Regions from separate parts of the Ovis aries genome. Here region 1 is linked to region 2. A link is a contact called in public Hi-C data. All regions are on one chromosome and are shown on one strand. Each heading gives the region's core, a stretch centred on a gene start, on an enhancer-like site or on the middle of the called end of the contact. The rest is flanking DNA. Distances are from core to core; before and after follow the strand shown. Region 1 has its middle 61 kb from the start of TRNAC-ACA. Region 2 has its middle 52 kb from the start of DIRAS3.

Region 1 (2,915 bases), core at 399-2,898, 240 kb after region 2:
TAAAATGCTGCAGCTGATATAGAAGACAGCATAGCAGTTGCTTAAAATATTAAATGTAGAATTACAATGTGATCTAGCAATTCCACTTCTGGATATATAACCAAAAGAATTGAAAGCAGCGACTCAAACAGATATTTGTATACTGTTGTTCATATTATTCAGAAGAGTCAAAAAGATAAAGACAATCCTAATATCCATTGATGGATAAATGAATAAAAATATGTAAATACACAAACACAATAGAATATTTCTCAGTCTTAAGAAGAAAGGAAATTCTTATTTGTGCTACAACATAGATGAGCATTGACAACATTATGCTAAGCAAAGTAAGAAATAAGCCATGTACGAAAGGACAAATATTGTAAGATTCCACTTATATGAAGTGAAGTGTTTAGAACAGTCAAATTCATACAGAGAGAAAGTAGAATGGTGGTTACTAGGGGTCGGGGGAAGGAGAAATGGAGGCTATGATTTAATGGGCACAGAATTTCAGTTTGGGATGGTAAGGGGATGTGGATGGCAATGGGTGTGGTTATACAACATTGTGAATCTACCTCAGAACTGTTTACTTAAAAATGGCTCCAATGGTCGATTTTAGGCTTTGCATATTTTACCACAATAAAAAAGGAAAAACAGAGGCAAAGGTTCATTTTAGAAAATTCAGAAAAACTACAGAGGGGAATAAAGAAGAAAAGACTAGTCACTTGAATTTTTATCACTAGAGATAAATCTTAAGAGTTTGTTACATTTTTTTTAATGCATGTGTACAAATTTTTAATGACTACAGAAACATGCTATTTTGTATGTTTATAATCAGGGAAGGGAATTAACATTATTGAGCAACTCTATGTGCTCCTTTCACTTCCTTTATTTCATTTCATTCATCAAAAAAAAAAAAATTGTGAAATAAATAGGTTTTATACCTTCACTTGGAGAAGGCAATGGCAACCCACTCCAGTGCTCTTGCCTGAAGAATCCCATGGCTGGAGGAGCCTGGTAGGCTGTGGTCCATGGGGTCGCAAAGACTCTGACATGACTGAAGCGACTTAGCAGCAGCAGCAGCATGCCTTCACTTTGTAGATGAGGAAACTTAGAAAAGTTTCTCAGGTTCACGTAAAAGGACAGAACAGTAATTAAAGCAAGTCTGTGTGTTCATAAAGCCCGTATTCTTTCCAGGATTCTGCAGTGCCTGTGGCGCTGAGAAGCAGAACAAGATGTTCAGAGACCTGACTTATTCTCATCTTACATCAAAGGAAACTGAGGAGTGAAGAAATCAAAGTGAGTTGCTCACACATTTGGACATGACAAGTCCAAGTCCCAAATTTTCACAAGTATTTTGTGAGGCATGGGATGTGGTTTCCAAGACAGGCAGCATCTGATTCTCCAAAGGGCACCCTGGTATTGGCCTGGGTAACCTGCAGCACTTTACAGGGCCATCTGCCATGTGATCAATGTCCTGCCCTGGGAATCCTACTCCCTTCTCTAGGCTTGTACTAGAGCGCTGGAGACGCACATCCTCTTCTCTATAAAAGCCCCATAAAACTCCACTCTGAAGTCTTGGCCGCTACTAGGTTAGACTGTTGTGTTTGTTTTGGTCCAGAGTCCCTAAGGCAGGGCCTTCCTGGAGGTGGAGATAGGGAGTGGCCAGGCAGCCATGTGGCAATCCTGCCAGCTAGTGGCCACACAGAGTATGGGCCTAAACTTAAGACACTGCCGCCTAGGGACTCAGGTTGACTCAGTCGGAGGGCACGGGTTTCACCACTTAGCGATATGCATGATGGGAGATAGGGAGGCCTAGAGAGAGCAAGTAATATATCCAAGGTTTTGACAGAGTTGGGGTTAGAATTCTTTCTCTTGGATCCCAACTCATTTGCGACATTTACTAAACACATTCAGCAACACTGAATAATGTGCTACTTACTAGACAATATGTGCAAGATCATTTCTGTTTTTCACAGTAATTCTCCAATGAAGATACTTTATAATGTTTATTTTATTTATGATAAGCTTAAGGCTGGAGATATTACTTGTCCAAGTTTACACAGCTATCTGGTAATGAAATTAGGATTCACCAATGAGTCCGGTACCCCAAGGTCAAATCATAAAGGCCTCACAATATATTAGTAGACACAGGTTATTTTAGTCTCTGTCACGGTTTCTTCCAAATATTGGATAGAAAATAAATGATTTTTGATAATATATATAAAATTTTTTTTTGATCATAATTAAAATCAGAATAAATTGAAAAAATAAAAGCCATCATGGGAGAACTGGTGTTGGAGATGAACCTTAAAGGACTGTAGGGTTTCAAAAGGCAAGTCGTCTGATAATAAAAGGCATCCAAGAAGTGTGAAATGCATGAGAAAAAGTATGGGAACAGTTTGGGAAACAGCAAATAATCCATTTTGGCCAGAATCAGATATAGACTGTAATTTGGGGAGCCAGAAGATATGAGCTAGTTTGGGACTCTATTGCACAAGGCTTGGAAGAGGAATTTGTTTCTTCTTCTTGCACAACTGGAAGTGATGGAAAGTCTTGGTTAACAGGAGCATGGCATGTCTGATGCTACACCCCAGGAACTTTTTCTTTTGGAAGCTGCATATGGGATGGGTTATAAAAAAGCACAGTCCAAAAGGAGAGGGACTTTGGTAATTTGTCATATGAAGAGGGCTGCTGATATAGATGCATGTCTAGGAAAGGAGAGGGCTAGAACATGGGATATCCTGTTTGCTAAGAGTAATAAAAAATATGCCTTTATTGACACTATAGAAAATTAACAAAAATATCAGTTGCCATATAAAATTATTATTTTTAAAAATTTAGGTGAGGTGGGAGTGGTGATAGAGATTACAGAGGAAATGAAGGGCACTCATCCTAAACTACCCTTTGACATGGCCACTGACTGTAACTGATCA
Region 2 (2,981 bases), core at 357-2,856:
GTGTATGAGAGACAAAAGATGAATATCCTAAAGCAGAATATCAGAGGAAGACAGATGAAGAATCTGAACCGACAACCTAAAAATATAAACTCATAGTAATGTGTTCAATGTCACTGGTCATGCAATAAATATCAAATGCAACTTGTTTGCATCTTGAAGTGGCAAATGTCAAAACTGCATAGTGTCAGTGAGGACATGAAGCCACAGGCCCCATTCTGCTGGCGGCATGTTTCTGGGGGCCATGGGAAGCTTTCAGGTGTCCATGATAAATGCTTTCCTTGATAGCTTTTATCAGCACCACTGTATTTATTTATTATTTATTGCCCCCTCACCACCTCCCCCTACCAGTCAATACACATCTTAGTGACAGAGACATGGCTTCCTGGTCTGTCCCAAGGACTTAGGACAGCACTGGCACATAATAAGGTGTTTGATATACACTTAGTGAATGAATAATTGAACTTCTGCCCAGTAATTCTGCCGTTAGGAACTGATCTTAAGGCAACCATCAGAGATCTGCAACAAGACTTATATCCAAGGATGTTCATTTCAGCATAAAATAGTCAGACTCTGCAAACCATTTTGATGTCCAAAGTAGGGGCTTAATAAACAAATGATGACATACCCTTATCAGAGACTACGATAATAAAGTCATTAAAATCATGCTGTAGGTAATGAAAAAGAGGAAAAGAGTTTCTAGATATAGTTAATTGTAAAAAAAGGCAGGTTACATAATACTGCTTTCTAGAGAATTTCTGGAGAAATTCTCCAGAAATCTTCCATATATAATGCCATCGCTAACATGTAAAATACATGATAAACATTATATACACATACATATTTGATATATACACATATACATGATATATACATGCATATCACAAGTTGTGTAAGAACACTGACTTTTTAGCATTTATCTCTAACACTTGGTATGATCAATGAAAAGTTTTCCTTTTGTTTCTTACTCTTACACATCTCTCCAAGGTTTTTAAAACAAGCCTGTTTTGCTTTGGGGATAGCTAAGCACACAGCGTAGCACCTGTATTCTTCAAGCTGACCCTGGCTCCAGGTAGCTAACAGCTCAGGGGTGACCCTGCACCTACAGAGGGCAAGTGCCGCCTAGACTCTGCCTCCTTGCTCAATAGGGCTGCCCGTCACCCTCGGGGCCTTCCCAGTCTCCCACCTTCTCTTCATCTCCTCTGGTGGCCTTCCAAACCTTCACATGGATTCTTGACTCAGAAGCTGCCTTTAGGGTAACCCAGCCAAAACACACATACGTGATTTAAAACTCTTGCCCATTCCTAGGAACAACTGCCTTTGTGAAGCATTTCAAAAAACAAAGGAAGAGTCTTTACATCGGATTCCCTGTTCTGTGTCTCGACTGGCTTCCGGCCTCTCGTGCTGCCCATGAAGTTTCCATCAAGTCAGCATGTGAGGAATGTCCGCCTAGCACGTGCAATGAAAGACCTCGTGTGTTGGCCACTCCTGTTTATGGCTCACTTTCAGTTTCTTGGTGTCCCTGATTGAGAAGAGTTCATCATGGGAGTGAAGCCCATCCTGACCTTGACTTATGAAAAAGGTTGCTGGATATAGCAGCCACTAGAGGGAGCTCAGAGCCTCGAAGGGGCTCAGGAGAGTAACGAGCAGGATCGAAGGGGCTTCCTAATCAATAAATGCAGGGGGTCTATTTGCACTGGCCCCCGCTCAGGTTGCCATGCTGCCATGCCTTTGTATCTACCCACAGCGGACCGGGCCCTGCATTGCTGTAAGACGTCATTAACACAAGCCTCCTTTACAATTCTTAAAGTCAGGGCTGCTGAGGACTTCAGAGATCACCAAGTTCAAGGGGAATAGGGCACAGACAGTCGTCTGGAAGGTCCCAGCGCAAAGTCATATGCAAAGCTATGACAAGAACTCACTAAAAAGCAATAATTATCACGGAGCCACTACAAACTCCCCCCTATGAAGGTTTGACTTTTGTCCTAAGAATTTGCTCAGTGATAGCCGTCATTCTCCCTTTGGCCAGAAGAGGGCAGACACTTGCCATCGATGAAAATGGAGAGTAGGCCGCTATTTTCTTCCTCTGGAATGACATTTCCCAATAAGGTCATTCTGCTCTAATGAGAGCTGCAACTCAAAACAAAATTCTTGACTCTTCTGCTGCAAGTAAGCTACTTAAGAGGCAGGTTCAGAGACTGAAGATCTCTCCTTGGTTCCAATTTTGTCACTTCCCCTCTCTGAACCTCACTTCTTTATTATGTAAAGCAGTCACTATGTGACTGTGAAGAGGGTGCATGTGTGTGCTAAGTCACTTCAGTCCTGTTCGACCCTATGGACCACAGACCACCAAGCTCCTCTGTCCGTGTAATTCTCCAGGCAAGAACACCGGAGGGGGTTGCCATGCCCTCCTCCAGGGGATCTTCCCGACCCAGGGATCGAGCCCAGGTCTCTGTGTCTCCTGCATTGGCAGGCAGGTTCTTTACCACTAGCACCATCTGAGAAGCCCCGTGACTATGAAGAGGAGATATTAAAGGAAACATACGTAAATTATAAAGTCCCATATTATAAAATACCAACACATGAAAAAAGGAGTTTAACAGTAATGGGATGTATATGTGTGTGTGTTTGTATTTATGTATGAGTGTGTGTAGACAGAGAGTGGGACAAAGAAGAGGTCCAAGCTGAGGGAGGCAATTCTCCAGCAATTGAAACCAACACATTCTGCACCTAGAAAGGACTTTACTACTTTTATTTATATATCAAATTGTGTGTATTTTAAAACTTAAAGATGTGCTTTACCCATTGTATCTGTGTGTGGGAAAAGTGAAATTCATATGTGTAAAGTCCTATAATTTAGCTGAATACAGTATTTTTGGTGATATAGGCACAACTTGGAGATACTGCAGGCTTGGTTCCAGACCACTGGGATAAAGTGAATACCACAATAAAAGGAGTCACATGGGTGTTTTGGTTTCTGAATA

Evidence for each region. A called contact is a pair of places that touch in the nucleus more often than the background predicts.
Region 1: a contact with region 2 is called in a Hi-C map of mixed tissues, with 19 times the contacts expected there. The contact joins two enhancer-like sites. A contact is called at or near these places in 14 of 16 Hi-C or Micro-C datasets (blood, hypothalamus, liver and 7 more).

What each region holds. Positions count from the first base shown.
Region 1 is chr1:44,009,298-44,012,212 of ARS-UI_Ramb_v3.0, forward strand. No RefSeq gene overlaps it. Among named protein-coding and RNA genes, the nearest start is that of TRNAC-ACA, 61 kb to the right of the region's middle. Within about 2 kb of position 1,649, at least 7 of the 54 cell types and tissues checked have an H3K27ac peak or open chromatin away from gene starts, as enhancers often do.
Region 2 is chr1:43,773,400-43,776,380 of ARS-UI_Ramb_v3.0, forward strand. No RefSeq gene overlaps it. Among named protein-coding and RNA genes, the nearest start is that of DIRAS3, 52 kb to the left of the region's middle. Within about 2 kb of position 1,607, at least 11 of the 54 cell types and tissues checked have an H3K27ac peak or open chromatin away from gene starts, as enhancers often do.